Regions from separate parts of the Sus scrofa genome. Here regions 1, 2, 4, 5 and 6 are each linked to region 3. The links are chromatin contacts, called in public Hi-C, HiChIP or PLAC-seq and promoter capture Hi-C maps. All regions are on one chromosome and are shown on one strand. The core of a region is the stretch at or near the end of the contact, and the rest is flanking DNA. Distances in the headings are between cores, read along the strand shown. Region 1 has its middle 170 kb from the start of CITED2. Region 2 has its middle 240 kb from the start of CITED2. Region 3 holds the start of CITED2 (cbp/p300-interacting transactivator 2). Region 4 holds the start of HECA (headcase protein homolog). Region 5 has its middle 20 kb from the start of HECA. Region 6 has its middle 190 kb from the start of CITED2.

Evidence for each region. Promoter capture Hi-C pulls out the DNA fragments that hold promoters and counts their contacts. A called contact is a pair of places that touch in the nucleus more often than the background predicts. HiChIP or PLAC-seq counts read pairs in DNA pulled down with a chosen protein or histone mark.
Region 1: a contact with region 3 is called in an H3K27ac HiChIP or PLAC-seq map of alveolar macrophages. The contact joins the enhancer-like site here to the promoter of CITED2 in region 3. A contact is called at or near these places in 8 of 47 Hi-C or Micro-C datasets (embryonic fibroblasts, fibroblasts, heart right ventricle and 2 more) and 1 of 2 datasets of contacts at active chromatin or transcription factors (alveolar macrophages).
Region 2: a contact with region 3 is called in a Hi-C map of liver, with 7 times the contacts expected there. The contact joins the enhancer-like site here to the promoter of CITED2 in region 3. A contact is called at or near these places in 1 of 5 promoter capture datasets (liver), 5 of 47 Hi-C or Micro-C datasets (embryonic fibroblasts, liver and skeletal muscle) and 2 of 2 datasets of contacts at active chromatin or transcription factors (alveolar macrophages and skeletal muscle).
Region 4: a contact with region 3 is called in a promoter capture Hi-C map of liver, with 6 times the contacts expected there. The contact joins the promoter of HECA here to the promoter of CITED2 in region 3. A contact is called at or near these places in 3 of 5 promoter capture datasets (fetal liver, liver and skeletal muscle), 23 of 47 Hi-C or Micro-C datasets (alveolar macrophages, blood, embryonic fibroblasts and 12 more) and 2 of 2 datasets of contacts at active chromatin or transcription factors (alveolar macrophages and skeletal muscle).
Region 5: a Hi-C map of blood shows a contact between it and region 3, with 5 times the contacts expected there. The contact joins the enhancer-like site here to the promoter of CITED2 in region 3. A contact is called at or near these places in 24 of 47 Hi-C or Micro-C datasets (alveolar macrophages, blood, embryonic fibroblasts and 11 more) and 2 of 2 datasets of contacts at active chromatin or transcription factors (alveolar macrophages and skeletal muscle).
Region 6: an H3K27ac HiChIP or PLAC-seq map of skeletal muscle shows a contact between it and region 3. The contact joins the enhancer-like site here to the promoter of CITED2 in region 3. A contact is called at or near these places in 1 of 5 promoter capture datasets (liver), 11 of 47 Hi-C or Micro-C datasets (embryonic fibroblasts, fetal heart ventricle, fetal skeletal muscle and 5 more) and 2 of 2 datasets of contacts at active chromatin or transcription factors (alveolar macrophages and skeletal muscle).

What each region holds. Positions count from the first base shown.
Region 1 is chr1:24,986,594-24,990,976 of Sscrofa11.1, reverse strand. No RefSeq gene overlaps it. Among named protein-coding and RNA genes, the nearest start is that of CITED2, 170 kb to the left of the region's middle. Within about 2 kb of position 2,151, at least 6 of the 83 cell types and tissues checked have an H3K27ac peak or open chromatin away from gene starts, as enhancers often do. A contact at or near this core is called in alveolar macrophages, where this site is marked.
Region 2 is chr1:24,914,908-24,919,551 of Sscrofa11.1, reverse strand. No RefSeq gene overlaps it. Among named protein-coding and RNA genes, the nearest start is that of CITED2, 240 kb to the left of the region's middle. Within about 2 kb of position 2,826, at least 4 of the 83 cell types and tissues checked have an H3K27ac peak or open chromatin away from gene starts, as enhancers often do. A contact at or near this core is called in liver, where this site is marked.
Region 3 is chr1:25,153,488-25,158,026 of Sscrofa11.1, reverse strand. CITED2 (cbp/p300-interacting transactivator 2) reads right to left here and starts at 2,375. Exons shown (of 2, transcript XM_001925774.5): 1 at 2,119-2,375; 2 at 1-1,656. The coding sequence starts at 1,648. The coding sequence ends at 827.
Region 4 is chr1:25,362,739-25,367,190 of Sscrofa11.1, reverse strand. It overlaps HECA (headcase protein homolog), which reads left to right and starts at 3,108. Exons shown (of 4, transcript XM_021087304.1): 1 at 3,108-3,661. The coding sequence starts at 3,400.
Region 5 is chr1:25,381,795-25,386,207 of Sscrofa11.1, reverse strand. No RefSeq gene overlaps it. Among named protein-coding and RNA genes, the nearest start is that of HECA, 20 kb to the right of the region's middle. Within about 2 kb of position 2,392, at least 8 of the 83 cell types and tissues checked have an H3K27ac peak or open chromatin away from gene starts, as enhancers often do. A contact at or near this core is called in fetal skeletal muscle, where this site is marked.
Region 6 is chr1:24,966,715-24,971,319 of Sscrofa11.1, reverse strand. No RefSeq gene overlaps it. Among named protein-coding and RNA genes, the nearest start is that of CITED2, 190 kb to the left of the region's middle. Within about 2 kb of position 1,564, at least 24 of the 83 cell types and tissues checked have an H3K27ac peak or open chromatin away from gene starts, as enhancers often do. A contact at or near this core is called in fetal skeletal muscle, liver and skeletal muscle, where this site is marked.

The sequences.
Region 1 (4,383 bases), core at 902-3,401, 170 kb after region 3:
ATGTCTCTGTTTTCACCTCACTGAAATCATGATTAAAGATGAATTCAGCTAGCTTTTGGGGAATGAATTGGGCAGCTAATTCATGGGGGCAGGGACAGAGATCCCTTCATGGTGTTGCAGTGTTTAAAATAAAATAGTTTATAAGGGTTATATCAAATTGTTTTGTAGTGAAAATTGATGATGAGTAAGTAACTATGGCCCTTATGCCTCTTTAAACCTGAATTATCTCTCTCTGTTCTCTGGCAGTGGTTGGTAAATTTTTTCTTTAAAGGGCTAGGTGGTAAGTATTTTAATCTTTGTGGGCCATATGTTTTCTGCCCTGCAATTGCAGTGCAAAATCAGCCATAGACAACCCACAAGTTAATGGGTGTAGCTGTGTTCCATTAAAGCTTTTTTTAACAAAAGCAGGTGGCAGGGGAATTGGCCATAGTTTGCTGAATCCTATTCAGTGATGTAGAACAGTGGAGTTTTAAGTCTGTGTTTAGTTTTCACCTGTATTCTGAACTATTTTCTGAGGAAAATTTTGGTTTGACAGCCAGCATCCTGAAGATGATGGGAAGGTCTTGTAGGTAATAAGACCTTAATTTTTGAAACAGGTTATTGCCACCTACACACCAGTTTTCTAAAGCATGGAGCCCTCCATTCTATCAATAAGACAGGGAAACTATTCTCAATCTTCAGTATGGCCTCAGCCTCTATGTATCAGAGCTGACCTAATTGTCAAGGTCTGACTGAAACACAGATGAGGGAGAAAATTTAATGGGCACAAGCATGATTCATTACTTTTTTTTGTGTGTGTGTTTTCCATGGCCACACCTGCGGCATATGGAGGTTCCCAGGCTAGGGGTCTAATCGGAGCTGTAGCCACCGGCCTACGCCAGAGCCACAGCAACGTGGGAACCAAGCCATGTCTGCAACCTACACCACAGCTCACGGCAATGTGGGATCCTTAACCCACTGAGCAAGGCCAGGGATCGAACCCGCAACCTCATGGTTCCTAGTCGGATTCGGTAGCTACTGAACCATGACGGGAACACCATGATTCATTACTCTTGATTTTAAAAAGTTTAGCCTTGTATCAAGCCAGTTCATAAGAATATTTGTATTTTACAATGTTACCTTCTCTTATCTACAAGTCCCCTCACAGAATGACAATTTGATAACACTCTTTGATAATCTATTAAGGATTGTATATAAAAGTGACAATTTGGAGGTCATATTTCCCTTTGTAAGATGGCTGCTGAAGACACTTTCCATTAGATTATTTTCTGTTTTTGTTGTTATTATTGTTGTTTTTTGCCCTGCACTCATGGTATGTGGAAATTCCCAGGCCAGGGATTGAAATTGTACCACAGCAGTTACCAGAGCCACAGCAGTAACAATGCTGGATCTTTAACCTGCCAAGCCACTGAGCCACCAGGGAACTCCCAGTTGTTTTGTGTTCTTAATGTAAAACTTTGTGATCCCTCTGAGAGTTTAGAGGGATGACAAGAGTGTCTTTCTTGTCATGCTTCCTATTATTAAACCAGATAGTGCAGTGTAACTTCCATATTACCCTCTGGTCCTATTTTTTAGCTTTGTTTCCAAAAAGTTAAGCTAAGTATATGCTCCATTGTATAGATTTATACATAGTTGAGGTTTGCTTACTCAGGTGTCTCTTCCTTTTCATTCTTAGTCTCTACATTTTTTTTCTGGTTTTGCTGGATCTGATTGTATTTGTATCTTAATATAGAATACCACAGAAGTATAAATAACAAATACATAATAAAGTTTGGGTTTTTGAAAATGTTAAAGACCACAAAAGGACATTTTCATTACTGTTTGAAACTAGAAAAACAAGGAAGCGATCACCAAGATGCCTGGGGCAGATGGTGTAATGATAACAGATTAACAAAACTGTTAAATTTGTGTTTTGCTTTCAAATTCTGCAGCTAGGAAAGTGGTCTGCATGCTGGAAAGATAAGAACAAGTGATACCTTGAATTGTTTTTTTGAGTTTCTTGTTTTCTTGGAATATATTTTTTATTTTTTCCCTTTTTTTTTTTTTAAACCTTATCTCATTGTATTTTTACCCTGGGAGGTAGTCACAGTAGTTATTATTATCCTACTTTACTGAGGAGGAAATTGTGACTCAGCGTTAAATGACTTGTCCACACTCATAGACAATGCAAAGAGGGAGGTGACTGCAACTCTATGTAAATAAATGGACAGTAAGGCAAAGCCTGGTCACTTTAAATAAATTCTAGTTGCCAGCAGTGGATGCAGGTTATGCCAGCCTACTGAAAAAACTGGGGTGCAGAGCAAATGGCAGATATTCAAAATATTCTTTTTGAATGAGTGAATATAAAGTGAGCATTAATCTTAGTAATCACTGAGTTATTGCAGAGACCAAAAGATGAATGAATAAGGGAAATATTAGTCCATTTTTCAAAAAGAGGGAGAGATTTCACAAGCCATAAACAGGTCCACTCCACTGTTCTCAGAGGTGACCCCTGAAAAAGTCAATAATGGATTTTCAAGCTAATTGTTTGTGAATGTTAACAAAGGAATGTAGTGGTTACTAGGAGCGAACCTAGATTTATTTATAAGGAATGCCATGTTACGCTTGCTTAATTTCTCTTCTTGCTTTTGAAACAGAGCTACTGTAAGATCAGAGGATTGACTAGGAAAATTTAACTTTCACAATAATATCATAAAAGTAGCAACCACCTGTTGAACACTAACTGTATCAGGCTCCATTTGCCTTATTTCTGTAGTCCTGCAGTAGCACATAGGTACATTGCTATTGCCTTTATTTCAGATGAAACAGAAGTTCATTGAGAGCATTGCTAGTGAGTGACTGAGCTGGAGTTGAGGCCAGATTTGTCTGACTCAAAACTGTTGGTGGTAAGTAATTCTGACACCATTTGGTATTGCCACACAGCCAGGCTCATGAGATCTTTGAGGCTAAAGTGAGCCAAGGATGTACAGGTTGGGTCATAATATCTTTACATAGAGTCACAGCAGGCTGAAAAAAAAATCTAAAGTATGCTGATGAGTATTTTGGTCTTAATTTGCTTTATATTTGGGATCCTTGAGGTGGATAAAGACATAGAAAACATACTTATTCCTTCTACAGTGGACAACATCAAGAAAAAAAGCCATTCTTATCACTGCTATTAGCTAACATTTGTATGGCGTGTTTCATTTTACAGATTACTTTCACTTAGCTTGTCACACTTGATTCTCACAACCTGTAAAGAAGACTTATTTCTAGCTCCCAAACTCTCCCTCTTGCCCCCTCGCACCCCCTCATTTTTTTTTTTTTTTTAACAGTGAGCAGAACTGAGGTTCAGGGAAATCAAATGACTCAGTCAGAGTCATATGGTGAATAATCTGGGGACTTCTGTTTTCTGTCACACTGCAACAGATATGGAGTCATGATTAGACATAATATCAAAACATGCAAATACAAGATCAAAATCATTATAACGAAATGTGAAGGTGATGTATGTGAAGTCTAACACTGAAGGAAAAACTGTGTTTTCATAAGCCAACATTTCATTTTGATTACTAATAATACTAATTTAATCTTGGCCTAGATTAATGGAAACATAATATTTACATCATCATAAGCAACTGAACGTGTAACTTTTCAAAACATACATGGGACCCATATTTCCTGGACCTATTATTTGTTAAAATCCTCATGACTTCTCTGGTGGTTCAGCAGGTTAAGGATCCAGCGTTGTTACTGGTGTGGCTCTGGGTTACTGCTGTGGCACAGATTCGATCCCTGGCCTGGAAACATGCCTCAGGCACGGCTAAAGGCAAACAAACAAGACCCAACTCAGACTAAGCAGAGGGTACCTAAAGGCAGGTAACCAGTGCAGAGACCATGGGCTACATTTGAGAGTGGAAGGGAATGAGGAATGAAAGTTCTAATTTTTTCAATGTTTTAAAGTCATCATGAGGAATAGGAAAAATTAAGATTTGCTCTGTGTTGATTGGTCTAGGTCCAATATGCTGTTGGTGCATAACAGGACAAAAGCACAATGGTGTAAACATCAGAAAGTCAGATTTTTGGCTCAACATAAAAAATAATTCTAACAGTTGAGCAGTTTCTGATGGAATGAGCACTGTTATGAGTTTTTTTGGTCTTTTTTTTAATTTAAATTTTTATTTTTTTTAAGGGCCATACCCACAGCATATGGAAATTCCCAGGTTAAGGTTGGAATTGGAGTGGGAGCTGCTGCTGGCCACAGCCACAGTCACAGCCACACGGGGTCTGAGCCATGTCTGCAACCTACACCACAGCTCACCACAATGCTGGATCTTTAACCCACTGAGCAGGGCCAGGGATCAAACACCTATTCTCATGGATACTAGTTGGGTTTGTTACCAC
Region 2 (4,644 bases), core at 1,577-4,076, 240 kb after region 3:
GATATAGTCCCCTGTAAGTTTCTCACGCACAAGCTTTAGTTCCGTGTTTTAAGAAATTTGTGAAGTTAGACTGACTTTTAAGAATATATTTCTAATAAGTATAGCCGAGAAAAAAAATGGCCATTTTTGTTTTTGTTTTTATTTTCTTTTATTTACTTTTTTCCTCCATATATAGTTATACAATTTTTAAAGGTTAGACTCCATTTACAGTTATTACAAAATATTGGCTGTATTCCCTGTTTGTTCAATACATTCTCATAATCTGTCTTATATATTAAATGGTTTGTACCTCCACCCCTCCACCTCTGTGTTGCCTTTCCCCCTCCACTGGTAACCACTAGTTTGTTCTCTATATTCTGTGAGTCTGTTTCTTTTTTGTTATATTTACTAATCTGTTGTACCTTTTAGATTCCACATATAAATGATATCATTCAGTATTTATCTTTCTCGGACATATTGCACTTAGTATAGTGTCCTCCAAATACAAAGAGGTTGTTTTGTTAGGTTGTAAGCTCACATTCACCTGTGGCCTTTCTCTGATGGAGATGCTAGAGAGAGGATTCCTACATGGGGTGGGGAGTTGGATGAGATCTTGTCTAGTGTCCAGAAACTATAATTACCAAACCTGTCACTTTTATTTGTTCATTACTCACAGTATCTTCACGATATGGGTATCTTTTTTTTTTTTTTTTTTAAATCCACGAAGAAACTAATTCTTAGACAAATTAAATAATTTGCCAAATAACATAGATCTTGTAAGTTTCTGAGCTGGTTCTTGAGTTTAGATCTATTTGGCCCCCACATCCAAAACTTTCTATCATGTCATGTTACCTTCCAACTCTGTGATTCTTTTCGCATGTCCTTAATTTCTATCCTCTTCCTTCTGTATGTTTCCTTGCTTTCTTTCCTTTCCATGACTTAAGCAATTGTGGTATCTGGCAATATATTTGACTTTTATTTAATACCTGATATTGACATTCAAAATCCAAGAAATAGATGGCTGACTCCTGGATAGTAGTATCATTACTTATCATTATTATTATTGTTGTTGTTATTAGACATAGTTGAAGAGGTTATAATTAAAAACTTCCAGTGATGAATGTCCAAAAAAATCTTTAAATGTTTAAAGATCGCACTTTTTAATAGTGAAATGTATAGTATGAGGCTTCCAATAAGAAAATAATGGCAGACATTTGAACCACAAATTGGAAGTAAAAGCAGGTTATTCTGTGCTGTTATACTTTTAGGTTCTCCAAATTTTATTTATTTGCACTGTACACCTTCTCCCTTCAGTGCTGAGTTCTCAGTTCTTCTGCTTATATGAATCCCAAGTACTAGTTGCCCTGTACGTAATTCACCAGGCGGTAGCTCTTAATTAGGATGCCTTGGTCCTCTGGTATGATGTAAGTTAAACATAGCTCACTGGGACGTGCACAAGCAGAGCCCGTTGGACATAGGCTTCAGCCCAACTGTCAAAATCCTCCAAGTTGGGACTCCCTCACATTTGAATTATGTTGCTGTAGCAACGAGCTTGAGAAGGGCTGCTGTCTGGGAACAGAGCTAAGGAGGATGTTAAGGCTTGGGCGAACTGACCCCTTGACAACCTAACATGGAGGCCTTTATCTTTGATTTAGCACATTTGTCAACTTGACAGGAAGCTTGGGCTGCAAATTCTTGCCCTTGTGAGACACCAGAGGCTCTGCAGAAAGAGTCTGGGAATGGAAATCAAACTTAGGGAAAGGTAGATCCTGGCCATGCAACTTACTATGCTAAGGATCTTGTTTCCCCTGACTGCAACTTTGTCATCTATTAAATGGGGTCATAATAGTTATACACAGGTTTTTTGAGAAAATTGAATGGTTAATGGTACAGAAGCAAGAATATGGAAATAAACAGGAGAATAGAAGCAAAAACAGTGGATGAAAATCCCCAAATCAAGACTAGGATTCACAAATCTTTATGCTCGATTTTTACACTTGTCAAACACTTATATAAACTGTTATGGGAATACAGTCCTTGCCTCAGTATTGTGCTAGGCTCAGAAGAACTTTCAAAATGAGCAGCCTGATGTAATGACCAACTACCCCCACTCACCCCTCCCCACCGCACCACCCAAGCAAACAAACAAAAAACTGTGTGGTTACATATGAAAATGAAAGCCAATGGAAATAAACAAATAGTAATCACTACTTAATCACAATCAGGGAAACATTTTTGTACCTTTTATATCCATTCTATCCTTTATAAACTATTGAATTTTATCAGAAGAGCATAAAATTCAAAATGCTTACAATTGAAAAAAATACTACATTCTTCAAGTATTCACCATGTCAGTGTCAGATTGGCAATGAGAGCAGTTAGTAAAAACCTTAGCCAGGCTTTAAAATAAGAAATGAAGTAAGACATAAATTGCTTTATGAATTTACAACGATTCATGGTTAATAGTATGTGTTATTTATTCTACTATGGAGCAAGGGGCAGAGATGTTTGAAAATGACTGGTTAAATATCAGTTCATTTTATTTAATAAGTGATAGTTATTTCCTACATTAAATAAAATTCTACTTATCCAGAACTCACATTTGTCTCACATTCAGCTTTGACTGAATACTCAGAAGCCATCATTGTGAACCAAAGCAGGGAAATTTTTGGTAAGGATTCTATGACATGGTTATATAGAAGACCAAATGGATTTGGTTAAAGCTGGATTACTTACACAAAGTCCAAAGATAAATTTAGTTGAAAATTGGTCACAGGTAGACTTGCAGTCTCAAAGGGCATTTCTGACTAGACAAACAGCGTCTCCCAACATCCCCTCCGCTGAAATAAACAGCCAAGTGTTCCCTCGCCACAGGCTGGGTAAATACTAACTAAACTGTCTGCCTGTATGCCAGTACGAGCAACACTCCCTATTTTTTAGCAAAATATTTTTCCACTCTGACCATCCAAGAAACTCTCCAAATCTAATACATTTCAATGGACTTTTAAGGCTTCTCTATTTTTCTCACTATTTATAGCTTTCAGATGTTGGCAGGTAGAAAACTGCATTTTCTTCAGAATATAAACTTATAAATGGCAGTGGTGCCGTTTCATCATAAGCCACACTGTATTAGTAAGTATTAAAGCAATCCTTCTTCCTTATGAATGTAAACATTGATAGAGACTCGAAAACAAATCTCTCACAGATATTGTATCAAAGTTTATATTTATATTGTGAAGAGTTTTGCTGCATGAAGACTGGGACCAGGCCCAGAGGGAAAGCCCAGGCTGGTCAGGACTAACGTGTGGAAAGAGTCCTTAGGAGGCTAAATGACAAAAGTCCAGGATGCTTTGATCTGCCCCTTCAATGAAACTATGGCTGAGGAAGGTGTATAGGAAATATGAGGTGGCTTCAATGTGTATAATATTTAATACATTACAGATCTTTTGCCAATGTAACACCTGACTGGTCCTTATAACAACCCTGGGCCACAGACAAGGTAAATTATTCACCCATTACATGAGTGGGAAAACTCAGGCTCAGAGAAATGACTTAGCCAAGGTTACATGGTTGAATGTGGCTGAGCTGGAACCAGAAGCTAGATCTCCTAATGACTAAACCGGCTTTGCTTCCCCAACCTCACACTGATCGTCACAGAATTCAGCCCACAGAACTGTACAGTCTCACTGGGAAGACAGTCTGTTCACATGAGAGAGCCGGTGAACCATGAGAAAGAGAAATGAAAAGAATTTGGAGACTAAGAGCCAGTATTCTAGTTAGTAAATGATTCTATCTGACTGGTTAGGAGGAAATAATTTGGTACAGTTGGAAAGTGGAAAAGTTGAGTTTACCACTCAAAAGTTGACCAGTTCTGTCACTAACCAGCAAGGTGACCTTTGGGGTTCTCATCTGTAGAGCTACAAGGCCCTGCTGGGGATGGTGGTAAAATGGTCAGAGAGGAAGTGCCTCTGGGGCCACTTGCAAGAGAGCCTCTAAGATATTCCCAAGGGCACCCAAACCAGGATTCACCAAGGAGGCAGGATGTGAAGGGATACTACAGCTGGGCAGATGAAAAGTAGGAGGGAAACACAGAAAAATAGCTTGAACAAAGTTATGGTGGTGAGGACCAGTATGCTGCTTGTGTGGGGTAGTAAGGAATTGCTCCATGCACAGGTAGATGCAAAAACAAAATGTGTGGAAAGCTCAACAATTATTGAATCAATTTTATCCATATAATTAGTCATTCTGGACATTTCAAGTTAAATCTACTCCTTTACTTTTTAATCAATTATTGAAGTAATTGTCTTCCCACCTCCTTTTCTCCTTCCCTCCTTTCCTTTTCCTTCCTTCCTTCCTCCCTTCCTTCCTTCCTTCCTTCCTTCCTTCCTTTATTCTTTCTACCTTATCTGTTTGTAGACAGAGTACTTTGGAGTGTATTTTGAGAGGGGTGGGTTTATTTGTCAAAGGCAGGGAGAGAGTTGTCAAACAGAGATCATGCATACTGCCACATCCCTCATAACAGACATCCCTCATAACAGACAATTCTAATCAACCACTGCTCTCTGGGCACAATCTCAGGATTTGTTTCAAGGTGCATGGGTTACTTAAAGTTGGCACAAGTGATGAGACCTATTTGCCAAAACAAATCTAGGACAGAAAATAGGT
Region 3 (4,539 bases), core at 1,126-3,625:
TAGAATAAATTAACAAGTATTTTTTCAAAAAAATGTTTTGTACAAAAATACTGTCAAAATTTCCTAAAAAGCTTTCAACACAGTAGTATCTTTTCATGTACTGAATATAACTATTAGCACAGTGTCAAAAATGTTGAAGACAGAAACAAAATAAAAATTTGTGAAATGTTTGCCACTGACGACATTCCACACCCTATTATTGTCTGTACATATGGGGGAGGGGGACAGCCACCTTGAAAGTGAACAGTATGACTTTTCCTGATTCAGAACGGTTTGGCCCACATCTGTTTAATCTTCCAGTTTAGCATATTTTAAAAAATTCGTCTGTACTCAAATGCATAGTTAAAAAAATGAAGTGAGATGGCAGAGTTTGTGCAGTAATATCTGCCCTTCAAAGTTCATGCAACCAACTAATGCAATTTTTCCTTTCCCTCATAAATCTGAATACAGTTCAGTCATTTGAAACCATCTACAAAATCCACAAGATTAAGCAGTTTGCCAAGATTAATATCTAACAGTTCAGCACTGGAGAAAGTGAGGAAATAAGGAGTAAAAACAAACAACAAAAAAGACCAAGTTAGCTAGATATTTCAACTACATAAGGGAGGTGAGTGTCAAGGCTACAAAAACGAAACGAAAACAGAAAAAAAAAAAAAGTGGCAGCAATTTTTAAAACCAATTTGTACAAGTTTATAGTTTACTTTGTTTCCAAGTTCTCAAACCTTTCACGATCTGAAAAGTGAGATACTGTGTCTAAGGGAATGTTTTTTAATTCACGCCGAAGAAGTTGGGGGATTTGATTTCTTTCTCCGAGATTTTGATCGAGTCAACAGCTTACTCTACTGGGCTGCTGTTTGCACACGAAGTCCGTCATAAAATCAAACTCGTTTTGCCCCAGCCAGAGTTCAGGCAGCTCCTTGATGCGGTCCAAACCCATTTCTATCACTAAGGACATAAGCACTTCCTCGTCGATGAAATCAGTGTCTATGACATTGGGCGGCAGCATTGCAGCAGGGACGTGGGCCACAGAGGCGGGCATGTTGCTGCTGCTGCCGCTGCCGCTGCCGCCGCCGCTATTGCTGCTGCCCGCGCCGCCGCCAGAAGTGCCCGCGGAGCCGCCGGGGGTGCTGCTGCCGCCGGAGCCGCCGGGGGTGCTGCTGCCGCTGCTGTGCTTGGGGTTGCAATCTCGGAAGTGCTGGTTTGTCCCGTTCATCTGGTGGCCTGCAGCAGGGTGCAAATCCGGCATGTAGTGGTTGTGGGGGTAGGGGTGATGGTTGAAATACTGGTTGTTGAGCTTCTGCAGCTGCATGCTGGCCGGCAGGGAGCCTCCCTGACTGGCCACGGGGGGGGCCATGAACTGGGAGTTGTTAAACCTGGCCGCGGGGGCCAGCGCGCTCGGGGGGTGCCCTCCGTTCACAGTCCCCGGCCCCATCGCGTGCCTGATGCCGCTTGTGGCATTCATGTTGCCCGCGCCGTAGTGTATGTGCTCGCCCATTAGGGCGTTAAAGGTGTGTTGGGGCTGCTGCTGCTGGTGGTGATGGGGGCTTGGGAACTGCCCCATACCCATGCGGTGGGCAGGGTGGTGGTGCAGCCCATTGGTGCCGTCGGGGAAGCGCCCGTGGTTCATGGCCATCATATGGTCTGCCATTTCCAGTCCTGAAAGTGAAAAAAGCAGACGCTAAGACCGTAGCCACACGTGTCGCCCACCACAGCGCAGCCCACCTTTTCTCGCCTTTGCCCCCCTCCCAAGACTCCCTAGACACACTTCGGTTGCGATCATCCCGAGGATCCCACCAGGAGCCTGTGCACCCGGGTTCACCACCAAGACAGACCTGCCATCTACAACAGAGCCGCGCGCTGCACAAACATCCCTTTCCCCTGCGATCGGGCGGGGGGACCCAAGCCCACACCCCCCTTTGCTCCCCGATGTCGCCTAATAAAGGAAGTGCCCCGTAGCCCTGCCGCGAACTTCAGGCATTAAATCAGCCCTCCTCATCCTGTTGTTGCACATCCTGTTGTTATTCCCCAGCTCCGCCTCACGCTCTTCCTCCGGGCAAACCCAGCCCTCGTCGGACTGGGTTGGCAGAAGCCCCAGCCAGCTTCTCTCGCCGCGCTTACCTTCCGTCCTTGCGATTTCTGCTCTGAAGACCGAGGGCGGGATCGTTGGGTCCAGGACCGGCTCAGCAGCACATAGAGGTGGCCTTTCCGGTGTGCAAGGCGCTCGCTGTCTCGAAGTCTGCGCCGAGGTCTTGCAGCGGCTGCTGGGGCAGGACCGGAGCCGTTCCCTTTTATTTCCCCTCTGCTGCCTCACAGCTCGCTAGATCGCTAGACCGCCCGGCAGCTGCCAACAATGAGCTGTGTTTCTTAGGGCTTTGGCCACAGTCAATATAAGGGATTTCAGAAAGGGCGGAGCGAGAGCCTCCCGGGGGGGCGGAGGGAAAATGCGGATTCCGGCACTTTGAGCACCCCGGACTGGGTCTGGCAACCGAGTTCCCCCTCGGCCGGAGGCACGTGCGCAGAGGCTGCGGTCCCAGGCACCGCCCCGCGGCCCCCGGATCCTGGTTTCCTCCACAAACACTGAGCCAGCACGGCGGCCCCCGGCACAGAGAAAAAAATCTTCCCTTGACTCTCAGCCTAGAGGTAGCGCCTGTCCGGAAAGAAGCGAGGAAAACTCATCGCCCCCCTCTGGCCGGATTCCCCAACCCCCAGCTCACCTACCGATCTGAGCTGCTTTTTACTGGAAAAGGGGATTCAATGCAGCGCCCACGCCGTCCATAGTGCCTTTTTGCCTCCCTGAGCTTACCAAAGCTTACCCAGGCTGCAAAGAATGGTTGTGTTTACCCCAGTGCGTTTTTAAGCCCTAGGCAAAGAATGTCCCCTCCCCTGTGCACGCTTTCCTGGGTTTTGCCTTTGTGTTTCTATTTGGGCATTAGGTGACCTGATCTAGATATTCTGCGTGTAGGTGAATCTCCCCCCCCCCCCCCCCCCCGCTCCCCCGCCTCAAGGACAGAGGCTGGGGGCGGGGACCGGCAGCCCGCTGCAGCTGCAGGTGGACTGAGCGCGCTAGCGCTCGGCTGCCTCCGCTCCAGCGGCCGGGAATCCTGTCCGCGTTTTGGGGCCCACTCGCCGCTCCCGGGTACGTGTGCTTCTGCTAAGTTTGCGTTTGCAGCTCTTGGTAGCTTTGGCATCCGAGCTGAGGCGTCTCTCCTCTGTAAACAAACTCAGCGATCCTCGTCCCTAGATCCACCTTTTTGCACATACAGTTTCTTGCTTCTGCTGTTGCCCTTGATCCGGGAGATGGGGGTGTGTGCAAACTTGCACAGCCTCCCTCTGGGTTCTGCCAGACGGTTTGGGGTTGCTTTAGAAGTGAACGGGTTTGTAATTAAGAAATTCGAGGGCTGAGTAAGGCTGCTGTTGCTGGAAAAGGAAAACAGATAGATAACATGGTAATCGCTTTGTAAATAAAGTCGTTCTGGAGGTGGGCACGTAGCTGCACGTCCCGTATGGCACCGCGAGCATACACACTGCTGGGACTATTCCTTTCCAGTGAAATTTCTCAGTGGGGCAATAGGTGATAATAATAACCTTGCTTCCCAGAACGCGGCACAACTAGCCTGGTCGTCCATTTGGCTCATTGACTTGCAAATAAAAGCCCTAACACCGGTCTGGGCCACTACCCAGTCAGAGCTCTCTTGCTTTCTCAAATGGGGAAGCCGAGTTGTTTCCCCAACACCACGATGAGGCTGCTCCGAGCTTTTATATTGCTCTTTATGTGGTAAAAGCGAGTTTAGCGCTCCGAATAAGGACTTCTGTTCAGAGTTGTTTCTTCATAACTCGATAGCCATTGAAGACTTCCTGCTGTGAAGAGCAAGTCCCCCCCCCACTACCACCCTTTTTTCCCCTCCCTTCTTGCTCACAGGACTTTTTAAGGCCCTATTTCTAGAGGACTGGAAATTCTGATATATTTCCCCTTTCAAGAATTTGCAAAAGAGAGAAAAACCTGATTATTTGAATCTATTAGCCCTCTGTCTTTCTCTAGTTATGTAAGTATGTAATATTTAATATATGTATTTAAACATTGTTATTGCCTTTCTCTCTTCTTCTTTCCTTTTCCAAACTCTCCAGGATTTATAACCATGAGTGCAATAATTTTTAAACCTCAAAAATATTTACATTTTAGAGACTCAGGCACAGAATACACTGCAGTTTTGGTTGCAACAATCCCATAATTTGTCTACTGGTCAGTTTTACCTGTAGGTCATGGTTTTGCAGTTACAGAATCAGAGGCTTGGAAGAGACCTGACACTTCCTGTCAAAAAAGAGACTTGAAAATGTTGGTCAATCCCAGACTCAAAAATTGCCAGATAGATTGTTTTCTTCTCTTCCTTGTACTGCAGTGTCTTGCAAAACAAGGACCAGCTCTTGAATGGCTGATCTAAATTCCTGTTGCAACCATTAAGGAAAGGTGCAGCTCCATCCTGCTCCAATGGATGCCATTTCTATTGGGAAATCCCTTGAAAGGTCAACTCCTCATTCCCC
Region 4 (4,452 bases), core at 1,859-4,358, 210 kb before region 3:
TAATGCTCAGGACAGAGCCTCCTTGCCTGACTGCTTGCATCCCTCACAAGCATCCTATCTTAATAAATCTATTTCTTACCTATCACTTTGCCTCTTGCTGAATTCCTTTTGCGCTGAGACACAAAGAACATGAGCCTCAGTAAGTCCAGACACCAGGTGAGTGATTCTAATTAAAAAAAAAAAAAAAAAAAAAAAAGCAGGTTGAAGTCCCTACTTTGGCTGGCTGGCTTCAAGCCCCAGAACATGGGTTCAAGTTCCAGTCTGGAGATGGGCTGGGTTTGAGTCAGAGATGTTTCGGTTTCAGATCCCTAGAGCACAGTGGCTTTCTCAGTTTCCTAAAGCTCTTCATGCTCCCTCTGGAAGCATCTGAGGGGAAGGCTTTGTGTCATCTCTGCCTTCTTTTACTCTTTAGGCTGTTCTCTTTCTTTTTCTTCCTTCCTCCCTCCCACCCTCCCTCTCTCTCTTTCCTTCAGAAATGCTGGTGAAAAGGGCTAGAACAGCAGGATTCCTGTGAAATTCCACACGTTGTATGGAAATAGAAAACGGAATCCTTTAACCATACCTAAATTTTATTTTTAACATCTTGATTTTAGTATATTTTTTTGGTAGCAATAAAATCGGAACTGTGGCCTGTGTGACAAATTTGACTAAGGCTGAAAACAAGCAAGGTTGAGCATTAAAGAAGTGGCTCAGCTTCTTCCTCCTTTTCATTTCGTTTCAGTTTGAATGAGAAGGAGGTAGCTCACACAATGAGCAAGAACAGCAACTGGCTGGGAGTCTGTGTGCTTTGAGCCAATTGTGATATTTTTGTGGGAAAGTTTCCAATTCTAAAGTCTCAGTTCTGTAGAGGTGGGAGGCAGCTGGTGTGAATGTCTGTCTGCAGGGTACATGCTCGATTACTGAGATCCAATATGGCATGACAGCAATGTGCTTATTCAAGAAAATCATTATCTCGATGTTTCTGTACTTCAATCTAAATCTTCTTCATCTTCGCCACTTATTAAAAAAAAAAAAAGGCAAAGAAAAAAAAAGGAAAGCCAAAGCCAGAGTCACCAAAATATTATGACACCGCTCTAGGGAGAGATATCATAATGAAATTAATCTATGTCCAATGGGCCACATTAACTCACTGTCTTCCTCCACAGCTCTACCATCCTCCCCCTGAAGTCTCCATTTAATTAACTACCACCATCCTTTCCTCCAGTGTTCAGAATTTCTTGACTTATCTCTCTCCTTCATCCCTCACATCCAAGTGGCCACCAAATCCTGCTGCATCTACCTTTAATGCAATTGTCCATTTACTTATTCATGTGTTTGTCCTGCGTTTATTAAATACCCACCGTACTCCATGCACTGTGTTAGGCGCCAAGGATACCATGCCACCTAAGACAGTTTCTGCCATCGTAGAGCTTATAGTCTTGTGGAGGCCTAGACGAGATAAGTAAACAGACAAATTCAATACTGTGTGTGCAAGCTCTTGCAGGGGGTAAGGTGCAGGGAGCCCATGGGAACCAATCTAGCTTTGGGTTGTCAGCGAAGACTTCCTAGAAAACTGATGGCTTAGTTGACACTTTAAGCTTCAGAAAAATGTAGCCCGAAGAAGAGTGCTTTAGACATTCTCATTTAACAAAATTTTATTGAACACTAACTGTGAGTCAGGCTTTATTCTAGACTCTGCAGAGTCAGAAAGATAGACAAACCTGGCTATCCTAATGCTTAGGGGAGTTGAGATGGGGAAGGAAGAGATATAAAAATATAGGCACAAAATATCTATTGTAACTGTGAATATGGCACTGTAAAGGGTTACTTTCCTGTAAAAAAAAAAAAAAAATTAAGGAATTAAAAGATTCGTCACTGTCCTCCTGAAAAGTCCAACCAGCAATTGCTCCTGAGTGTCTAGTGCTCTTCCTTGCAGTTCCAGGCTCTGCTGTGGACTCTGCAATGAATGCCCAGAGTTCCCCATCAGAATCTCCCCATTAGGTGAGGACAGGGAGGGAAGTCCCTGCCTGACTCTTTATGCTTCAGAACACACCCCAAGAGTCTTTGCTGGAGTGCTGGGCTAGTTAAGGGAGATCATACTATACAGGAGAACTGTAAATTGTCAACTAACACAGTGTTCCCTCCATAGTTCATGGGGAAAGAATTTATACGTCCAACAAATATATGCTAGCTGTCCTTTGAGGTGCCCAAGACAGATAAAATCTCCCACCTATAGAGCTTTCTTCTCCCACCTATGGAGCTTTCATTTGAGTGAGAAGGTGATAGGAAATAATGTACATTGACAATGTAATTAGAGACGAGTGAGGAAAATAAACAGGGTGATGCTTCTGATAACTCTTCTGCAGAGGGGTCTCAGTTATATCATCCTGAAGGAAGTGATGTGTTTAAGCTGGGACCTGAGGAAGGAGCTAGTCTTGGAAAAGGCAGAAAAAGAGATCATATGAAACTTTTCCCAGGTTCCCTGTCCAAGTCACTGTCTTGTCACAGGTGTCACCTTCTAATCTCCACCTGCTCATAGCAGTGGCCACTTATCTTTCAGGACAACTCAGTCCTATCCACAGGGACTGAATTTCCCTCCCAGGCAAGGTCTGCTTCTTAGTCACAGTCAACGTTTAGTTTCATCCCTGAATGCTGGGTCTTGTTTGAATGGGCTGTTTTACCACTAGGCTGCTTTGGCCTTCCATTCAGGGATTCTGCTGTTCTTCCCCATTGTCTAGGAATTCGACCCTATTTCTTTGTTACTGAATCTAAGATTGTTTTTAATGGCAAACCGTTTTGATGGATGATTAATCCGAAATCCTTTATTTTCCAGTTTTTTTCTGGTCACCTGCCTATTTTTTCCAGTACCATATTGTTCTAAGCCTCAATTGCATGAAGGTCAGGAGGCCATCTAGTAGCTTTAGACGCCCCCAAATTGGCAATGGGGCCCATTTCAGGAAAGGGAGTCCGTAGAGGCCCTCGAGTGTGGGCGCCCAGATGACGTCACTTGAAGGTGGCTGGCTCTGTGCGGGGCGTGACGTCATGCGGGCGGGCTCGGCCGCCGTGAGGTCACCTGGTGGGCGCGGCCAGGCCGAATCCCCAGTGTCGTCACGGGCAGGGGCGGGGCCAGAGCGTGTCAGCGAAGCCGAATCAAAACAAGCCCGAGACCCGCCTTTTCCCTCCGGCTCTGGAGCGTCTCGCTCGCGCTCCGAGCCCGCGGCGCCCGCGCGGCTGCGAGCCTCGAGTGGCTGCGTCCCGGCTCCAGGAAGCCGGGGAGGGCGCGGCGGCCGGGATGGCGCGGCGCGGGCCGCGCGACTGGACGGGAGCCTGAGGAGCCGCCGGCCCGCGCCCTCGGTCCTCGGCCTCCCGGCACCGCGGGGAGCCGCCTTCGCCGCTGCGGGGCACCTGGACGCTCGCGAGATGCCCAACCCCAAAAACAGTAAAGGCGGCCGCAAAAACAAGCGCGCCAACAGCAGCGGGGACGAGCAGGAAAATGGAGCCGGGGCCCTGGCAGCGGCGGGCGCGGCGGCCGGGGGGGCCCTGGCGGCAGCGGCCGGCTGCGGAGCGGCCGCTGCTGGCGCGCCGGGCACCGTGGGCGCCGCGGGCGCGGGAGGCGCGGGGCCGGGCGCCGCCAACGCCGCAGCCGCCGCGGGGGCTGCAGCCGCCGGAGAAGCCAAGAACGGTAAGACGGGGCCGGCGGTGCGAGCGCCAACTTCCTCCCCGACGGGGACGGCGCGGCGGTGGGGCCCTGGGTGGCGCGGGCGATGCGTGGACAATGCGAGAGTCAGGAAGTGCTCACCCCGCCCCTCCGCCCCGCCGCGGCTGCCCCTTCCCGGTCCCCACGCCCGGCGGTGGCGATCGATCGGCGGCCACAGGTCAGTGTCCGCGGGGCGCACGAATCGCGCGCCCCGGGCAGCCTGAGTCGCAGACCCGGAGGGGCGCCCGGGTGCCGGACTGAGGCGCCGTACCCCTCGGGCCCTGCCCATCGTGCCCGCGCTGGCAAAGCCATGTGTGTGCCCCGGGCTGGGGGTAAGAAAGAAGGAAGGAAGTGCCCAAGTTGAGAAGAATGATCCGATTGAAAACTTAGGCACCAGTTCATTTTTCCCTGCGCTCCCCTCACCCACCCGCCTTCCCCACCCACCGAATGAAGAAGAGCTTCAAATCCCTGCAAATCGAGGCTTGCTGTGTCGATTGCCACAGGTGAAGAGGCCCCGAGACATTTTTACTGTAGGGTGTGTGTGTGCGTGCGTGTGTGTGTGTGTGTGTGTGTGTCGCTGGGTGGGGGTGCTCTTTAATTCTCTTGCTCACTTGAGGAAGGAAGAGAATCTGAACTTGACTTCCGTTCTCAGCCCGGGAGTTTAAAAAAAAAAAAATCATCCTCTGGTTAATTCTGCTTCGCATTTTCAGAAGGAAGCCTAATAATCTTAGGTTGTGCCTGAATGCACCTTTTAAAGGGGCACTTAAGGAGTAGAG
Region 5 (4,413 bases), core at 1,143-3,642, 230 kb before region 3:
TGGATGCTTCTTGTGGTATTTATCTCCACAATCACTTTAACACAAGCAAAAATGTTCACTCTCAAGAAGAGAAAGTATTGAACTGTCCTCTGTTCAGCTTCCATTCTCCAAATTTTCCACAGACACACCTCAATACCCCCTCAGTCAATGGCTCTCTGTCCTGGCTACACATTAGAATGATCCAGGGACCTTTAAAGAAGTTCTTTTTAAGAAGTTAAGAATGGAGTTCCCATTGTGGCTCAGCAGAAACAAATCCGACTAGCATCCATGAGGACATGGGTTTGACCTCTGGCCTTGCTTAGTTGGTTAACAATCCAGCGCTACTGTGAGCTATGGTGTAGGCTGCTGAAGCTGCCAGGATCCTGCATGGCTATGCCTGTGGAGTAGGCTGGCAGCTGCAGCTCCGATTTGACCCCTAGCCTGGGAACCTCCACGTGCTGTGGGCGTGGCCGCAAAAAAGAATAAAAAAAAAAAAAAGAAAGAAAAAGTTAAGAATGCACAGTAGTGTATAGGGACTGGATGGTCGGTCAATGGGGAACTGATGTATAGCACAGGGAGCTCTACTCAATATTCTGTGATAACCTATATGTGAAAAGGATTTGAAAAAGACTGGATATGTGCACATGTATAACTGAATCACTTTGTTGTGTAGGAGAAGTTAATAAACATTATAAATTGACTATACTTCAATGTAACTTTTAAAAAAAGAAGTTCTTTTTAAGAAGCTTAAGAAAATTTAATTTGGAAGCTCTTTGCCAGGCTAATTAAATCATAATCTTTGAGGGTGAGGCTCAGCTTATTTTATTTTTTAAAATTTCAGGTCATCTTAATATTGGCCTAAGGATGAAACTCTGTCTTGCACAAAGCAGGACTCTCACATACTATTTGCCTATATTTAAGTATGTATTTGTTTCTCGCTTTGTTGTATGTGTATCTCATAGGATTATAGTTTTAATTTTAAAACTAATAGGTCATCTTTTCCAATTTATTTTTTATTTTTGGAAATCTCCTACAAAGGACCTGGCTTACTCAGTCTATGAATGGAGAACCATTTGAAAATTTTCAAGATTTACTAAGCTCAAGATGTTTGTAAGATAACTATTTATTTATATATTTAGGCCATACCTGTGGCATGTGGAAGTTCCCAGCCGGGGATGAAACTGCGCCACAGCAGCCACCCAAGCCACAGTAGTGACAGCACTGGATCCTTAACAGCTAGGCCACTAGGGAACTGCCTGGAAGGTAACTGTTTAGAGAGCAAATGCAAGGGTCTCTTTTATTTGGAATAGCAGACCAAAGTGAGCCCACAGATCAGTGGAAGAGTAATGTTGTACTGGACATGCCTGGGCTCTGATGTCATGAGAAGTCAAGTTTGGCTCCTGGGATGCTGGGCCAGTCTTAGCTCTTTCTCCCTGGGCCTGCTTCCTTATTTGCAATCATGTGGAAAGTAATGCCTCAAGGCTTGTTTTGAGGATGAAGTTGGACAGATATTTATGAAAGTGTAAGATATACAGTTAAATTATTTTAACAGTTGTAAAATTGTGAGAACTTTCTTTCACTTATCTTAAAAGGGTAAAGAGAAAAAGCACTATTATGCATTTCAATAGATATTTCTTTATTCTGACAATTCTAATGATTTTTAAATATCTCAAAGATTCCCAGCATATTCTGGCTTAATTTGACCATTTGGTTTCAAAAAATGTATAACTCAGTCTATTATACTCTTTGAAGAATGTGATAGAAAATTATGTTCCATTGTTGCTTAAAGGAATTTAGCATAGTAGTAATCTATGAGAGAACCTCTAATCTCTAGTATTTAAAACATATGCCTTTCAAAATTTGCTTTGAAGAAGAAAAAAATTACTTGGAGTTCCCCTTGTGGCTAAGTGGTAACAAACCTGACTAGTATCCATGAGGATGCGGGCTTGATCCCTGGTCTCACACAGTGGGTTGATGATCCACAGTTGCCATGAGTCATGATGTAGGTCACAGACACCACCTGGATCCCACATTGCTGTGGCTGTGGCGTAGCCCAGCAGCTTCAGCTCTAATTCAATCCCTAGCCTGGGAACTTCCATATGCCACAGATGTGGCTTGAAAAAGACCAAAAAAAAAAAAAAAAAAAAAAAGAAGTGAACAAATCTCTTTTATGAAGTTATGGTTATAAATACCCAAAGAATATAGAAGACATGGTGATTTAGCTATCACAAATTAGGAAGGAGGGTGTGTGTGTGTGTGTGTGTGTGTGTGTGTGTGTGTGTGTGTCCAGATAGTCTTCTTTCAGTTTGAGCCTGGAGGAAAGCAAATATCAAAGCACTTTTCTATTGTGCCCGGGAGGAGAAGTACCAGGGCCTCCTATCAGTGGAAGAAAAACAAGAGAAGATAAGATCTTAACTAGAGTAATGAGGGCAAGCACTTACTTTTTAACCTCAGACTCAGGGGAAGTGGTAGTGTTTCATGGTGTTGTTTGCAAAGTCTGATGTTCTGCCTGAGGCTGGAGCACTGCAGATGTCTCCCAAGGCCTCTCTGATTATAAGTGACAATTTCAACCTTTTTAAAAATAAAATGACAAGAAATGCCATCTTTAATGTTTTCAAGAAAAAAAATTCTTAGAAAAATTATTTCCCTATGTCTCCTATTCCCAAAGCCTTTCACTTGGTTGATTTCAGGCTGGGGAAATTCCAGAATTTGGAACAACTTAGGAAATTCAGTGATCACTGTTGAGTCTAGTTAGAGAAAGTATCACATTGTAGCTGGGGGTGACATACTTTCAGATCTTAAATATACATACCGTGTACCTTGAATGTAAGTTAGAAATAATGGGTTATGCTATTTACTTTAATCAAAAACGCATTGTTAGATATAAAAGTATGTATCTTATTTCATCTCACTTAACTTACTACTCTTTGGACCTAGGTTATCTTAAATTGTCACTCAATCTCCTTAGGGCTTCTCTACAAATTATATAACACAGCATCTTCCAGAGAGCAAAACTATGATCAATGGGGAGAAATTATAAGGATGCAGTATTCACGTTGACATACAAAGAAACTTTCTGGGAATCAAAAATGTCCAACAATGTAGTAGGCTGCCTTAGCTCACTGTCACAGGAAGAGTTCAAGTTAAGGCTAAATAACCAAGCAAGTCAGTCTGAGGCTAAATGATCATCTGCTTCAGGATGTTATAGAAGGAATTCCAGGTCTCAACAAAAGGTTGAATTGCAAAGTCTCCTACCAATGTAAGATGTTATGATTTTGGATCAAATAGTTTGATGCAGAATACTTTGGTTTCTGCCACCGTTCTGATTTTTTAGATGATGATTCAATTCATCATTTATGAATAAGGCACTAACTTAAAAGTAAGAGAATGTAGGAGTTCCTGTTGTGGCTCAGCAGGTTAAGAACCTGACTACCATCCATTAGGATGTGGGTTCGATCCCTGGCCTTGCTTAGTGGGTTAAAGAAACCTGCCACAAGCTGCGGTGTAGGTAGCAGATGTGGCTTGGATCTGTTGTTGCTGTGGCTGTGGTGTAGGCCAGTGCCTATGGCTCTGATTCTACCCCTAGCCTGGGAACCTCCATATGCCACAGGTGCGGCCTTAAAAGGAAAAAAAAGTGAGAGAATGTAGAGTATGGCATATTTGTAAGCTGGAGCCCCTCGCTATTGGGGGGGAGGGGGAGTCCTTTGATAAGTTTGTTAGTTTTTAAGACCAAAATATCACCCATCCCAATTGTCCTGGATTCCTTTTACATGTATTCCTTTGGTCCTCTTACATCTTACCTGCCCATGTGTTCTTCTGTTTCATGGTTTACCTATTCATTATGTTCAATTATACCTGATTAAAGGGTACTTTCATGGTGGATTGATTTCCACTGCAGAATCAAGTGAAACCACAAACATCATTTCACCAATAACCTTTGCAACCTGTGCTCTGTACTACTGCAGACATTAGGATGGCCAAAAAAGGTCTATCACTGGTGCTTTGGGTGAAAAATATAGTGCATAAGATATAATTTATTTCTTTTAATGTATTAGAATCTATTTCAAAGCTGATAGAAAAATTTATTCCTTACCAAAAAGGGAGAGGCTGCAGATAAAATAGAGTTCTCCTCCCCAGGGCCTGGGTATTGCACATGTTGGGACAACAGCTGGCATGGGGATATTAATAGACGGCCATTGTCCTTGCACCTGGCTGGGGACCACAGTCTGAGTCTAAAACCAGAGCAGCTGCAGAGGTTCTTGTCAGATTTTTCTGAGCCAAAGAAGTGAGAAAACTATCATTTTAGAAATATGTAACATACTGGCCTTCATGAAATACCTCCAATACTCAGGAAGAATAAATGAAGTATATAGTAAAATGAAATTGTTTTGAACAGTCTCCAAACTATTTAGTCTAGTTTTCTATTATCTTGAG
Region 6 (4,605 bases), core at 315-2,814, 190 kb after region 3:
GCATTCTTCACGGGCCTGTCTCCGGGAAAGCATTCACATGCTTGATAAACCTATTGTTCTTAGAGAATGGCATTGTCAAGGAAAGGGGTGAAGCACTCGGGGAGCGGCCAGTTCTCACCTGGTGTGTACCGTGCCCACCCGTGCTGGCAAACCTTAGCAAGGGCGTGAATGGACTCAGAGTGACACTAGTTCCTGGGACTAGAAGGGCCAGGGCAGTGACTCAGGGATGGGCCTTTCCCTCTTGGAGCCTTAGATGGCCTATGGTTATTGCCTGTCAAGTTCTAGACAAGAATTCAGGTTATTATATAACTTGTTTTCAAAACATTTCTGTGGGGTGGGGAGGTTGCAACTATTCATGGCCCCTCTTGCCAGGGAAGCGCTGTAGTACCTGTGGGTCTGATCCCACTGCGGTGTGGCAGGCTTATCAGGTTGGCCAACCTTGTAGATCCTGTCGTGCATAGAATATTTTCTTCTCTCTCCACTTTTTTTGTTTACTTAGCAAAAGGCACTCCACCCTCACTGCAAGTTTTGACACTCTCCGTGATACACTGTATGGCTATTGTACCTTGACTTTCAATTACATTCAATCCTATTATAATCATTTTCTTATAGCAAATTCTCTTTAACACCTGAAAAGCTCAAGTCCCATGAGTGGAGTGTTATGCTGTCAAAATAAAAACCAGAGGAATCCTCCTGGAATTGCAGTAGCTATTGTATGTTTTTGAAAATAAAATCAGCAGAAGGACTTAACATACTTCACTTTCAATTTTGGTAGCTAAAGAGAGAAAAATTATTCTGAGCCATTCAGATATGGCTTGATCTATAGACCAATGGCCTTAATACACTGATTTTAAATCAATGTGATAGCATGTTAAAAGACTTTCTCTGCAAAAGCATTTTTTTTTTTTTCGGGTGTGAGGTTCAGAATTTCTAATTATTACTGTTATGTTGATTAATGTAAGCAGAATTCTTCACTAACATAAGAACATACTGCATGGGAAAGTTTCAGTTTGTTTGCCTTATTTCTTTTAATGCTTCTGGTATAATGACTGAACCATGATCAAGTTTCACATTTCATAGGCACATGGACATGACTATTTTTGGCCAACATCTATAAGTATAGCTCAGAAGCCTGTTTTATTATTCTAGTTATTTAGGCTTTATTCCATGTCGTTTGTTGCTACTTTAGGGTAACATCATTTTGAGGAACATTCTCAGGGTCAAAGTAGAGAAGTGGATGTCTGAGGAAGGTAACAGATTTTGTTAGCAGTGTCTTTTTCACTTTTAGTCATGCCTGTTGATTCTACAAACCGTCATTCTGAGTTCCATCCCAGGCAATGAGAGCCCTTCATGGATTAGCTAATGGGAGGATGTCTCTCCAGTTAATCAAATCCCACCTAACGATCCTGAGGAACAAAAATAAGTTTGCTGGTGACTCGTACCAGGTGTTTTGCTATAACCTGGGAGAGGTGAGAGTTGTCTGCTTTCCTAAAGCAGCTTTGGTTCAGGCCCATCTTTCCAGCCGAGGGTAATGTGAGCTGGAATTAGTCGCAGAGGCTCTGGCAGCTGGCTTAACCTGTTTATATAAAGACGGAACACAGCCACTGATTAAGAGAGCCACCTCCTACTGGTTGGTTTTGGAGAGAAGCCCAGAATTTTCCATGGTGATAGCTTTTAAAAGTTAGGTCAGCATCTCAGTGAAAGATAAGGACACACAAGAAAGCCCTTGTGGGTTTCCCTGTCTTCAGAAACCCCACTGTTCAGCAAGAGTTAGAATAGATATATTTGACCAATTAAATGCCTCAACTAGGTTTATCTCCGTGAAAGGATCACTCTTCTTGAAGTGATCCTTTGGACTGAGGATTAAGTGGGTCAGTTTGAGCCAAGCTTTAGCATTTAGTCACTTATGTATGGCCTTGGCTCTTCACAGTGGATTGGTCAGTGAAAAGATCATTCTGAAGTTAAGACACTTTCTATGGGGGATGTTTTTAAATGGTAGGGACAGCTTTTTAATAATGAAAGACTATTGTTTCTAGGTTTAAATTAGGGAATAAGGTGAAAGGGAGCAAAGAAACATGGGAAGGAAGCTGAGTAGGGGAACAGAGACCTGTGGAAAAATCCCATGGAGAATCACTGGAGAAACTCTAGGTTTCAGCCTCAGCGGTCGCATGGATTTCAGTGGGACCCACAGTAATATATCTGAAAAACTGAGAAAAATTGTCTCAGGTCTTGGTGTGACTTGTGAATGCAAAGGAATCCTTATACTGGATTGGATTTTGACTCTACATTTTTATTTATTTAGCAGGCACAGACTATTCCTTAAGTTTTCTGTACGCTTAGAAATAAAGATGTGGTCATGCCAAAACACTATGTGAACTGGAGTCTTTAGTAGCTAGAGTGTGTGCAACTAAAAATGGTGATTGGAGGATATTCCTGCCCTCTAGTCTGCAACTTCTAGAGGTTAAAAAAAAAGAACATCCCACTTTCAAAAAAGGGAAAAAAGTCCTTTGCATAGATTATTATATAAATAAATCTTCTTAACAAGCACTGCAGTTTTTTTTTTTTTACAAAGCACAAAGAGTTATTGTGTGATTTATGTGAAAAGGTTATATAACTGTACTCTGTTACTTTAAATAGTGTTTTTTATTTAAACTGCCAACTTCTTCATCACCAGCAAAGAAAAAAATGCATATTTGCAAAGCACAAAGGTAATTTTCAAGGACTGTAATTAGCTCATGATAACTCTATCTTTTGTGATGTCTTTGCTGCGGAACTAGAAAAGAAATGGGTTTTCATTGTTAAATCTAAACCATGGCACCTGCAGTGTGTCAGTTCAGTGAGAGCCAAGGAGGGAGGAAGTTAGAAGTATTACACTTGGTCAGGGGAAAATCACCAAAGGACTAAAGTAACAGATCTTGTACTTTTCATTTGGTTTCATGTTTTCTTTTTAAAAACATGCAAGGGGAAACCCTGTCCCTGTTCCCCAACTGATCCTTTGTCCCCAGGATACTATAAGATCTATTTAAAAATCAAACTGAATACATGATGTGATAGATGGAAACAAGAATGGAAATTATAGTAAAAGAAGATAGGAGAGCAAAAAAAAAAAAAGTCTTTGTGTCATAAAAATGGATAATAGGACAGAATGTTGGCAAGAAAAAGAAAAGTTAAAAAAAGGAAACAACATTTGAGGAAGAGGATGCTAATTAATTTAATTCATTCCAGGAAAATTGATTACTAAGAGAAGTTTTTTTCCCATGAAAAATTCTTCTGTCTTCGGGGAAGTCTGAATAGATGTGCAAACAAGGGGTGTGGGTGTGTGTGTGTGTGTGTGTGTGTGTGTGTGTGTGGTGTCACCAAGTTTTTCCTAGGATTGGTTGAGACAACACAGAAAAATCCAAGAGGGCAGAGTCACAAAATTTCCCCCAATGAAGAGTATATTCAAAGAAAATCTAGGAAATTTCCTTAGGAAGATAGGCTATTGTAGGCACAGTAACCCCCTGGAGGTCATACCTATACAATGTACCAGGATTTGAAGGAGGGGTTTCTTCGGAGAAGTGAGCCCTACCTCCGTAGTCTGCGAGCTGGTATTCTAGAGCTTGTTTTCCTCACAGTGGACTCTGACCACGTGAACAACAGGAAAATCCATAAAGCACTTGAAGTCAAGGAATTGCAGTGTGGCAATCTGAGTGCTGGGTGTGTTTTCTGTGGGACTGTGAGAACATTATCACCTGTTTGGTCACTGACCTGGTTGCACAGGTGGCAGTTTGGCAAACAACCAGCACGAACAACAACAGCCTCTTGCAGTGGACTGTGAAATATTCAGGCAGAGTTCTGAGACATCAATGATGCTTTTCAGTTCAAACAGTAGATTTCACTGTTAATGGAAATAAGAACAACTGATATGAGGCTGAAAATAAACACCTTGGAGTTTGGGTGTTAGATACCCACCTCTAGCAGCTCTGCATAGGGAGAGGGCAGTTGATTTTTAAAGCATGCCTTGCAGCTGGCAGGGAGAACTGAGACAGTAGCCGACTCAATATATTATGGACACTCATGTCAGCCAATATGCTTTGCAGCTAGAACTCAGTTGTAAATTTGATTGTTATGTCTTTAAAAGTTATGTGGGAATGTGGAGCTTCTGTCGGGTGAAGTGTATGGCATTTAGGGTCTCATGAAATCTTGTTGTCTGGAAAGGTGTCACATAACGTGCTTAACAGATCAAATAAAAGAGGACTGAAAGTTAATTTCCTAGCCAGGAAGAAGGAAGTCAATTAAAAACATACACTTGAAGAGTGATCAATTTCCTTCACACTAGAACCCAAAGGAAGTGTTTTGAAATGTATATTTAAACTAAGGAGTACATCTCAAAGGAGAAAAGTTAAACTGTGAAAGGTAAGACCAAGGTAGCAGCAATGGTTTGTACACCCACAGGTGCAGCCTTTTCTAAATCTATACCCACCCTCTCTGGCCTTGACATGTGGCTCTTCTTCAAACAGGAGATAGTAACTTCTCCAAGACATAAGGGCTTCTAGCAAAGGTTGATGAGCAACATAAATTCCTCTGTGTGCTCCAATTGAGAATGAGAGTAAAATTAACCCAATT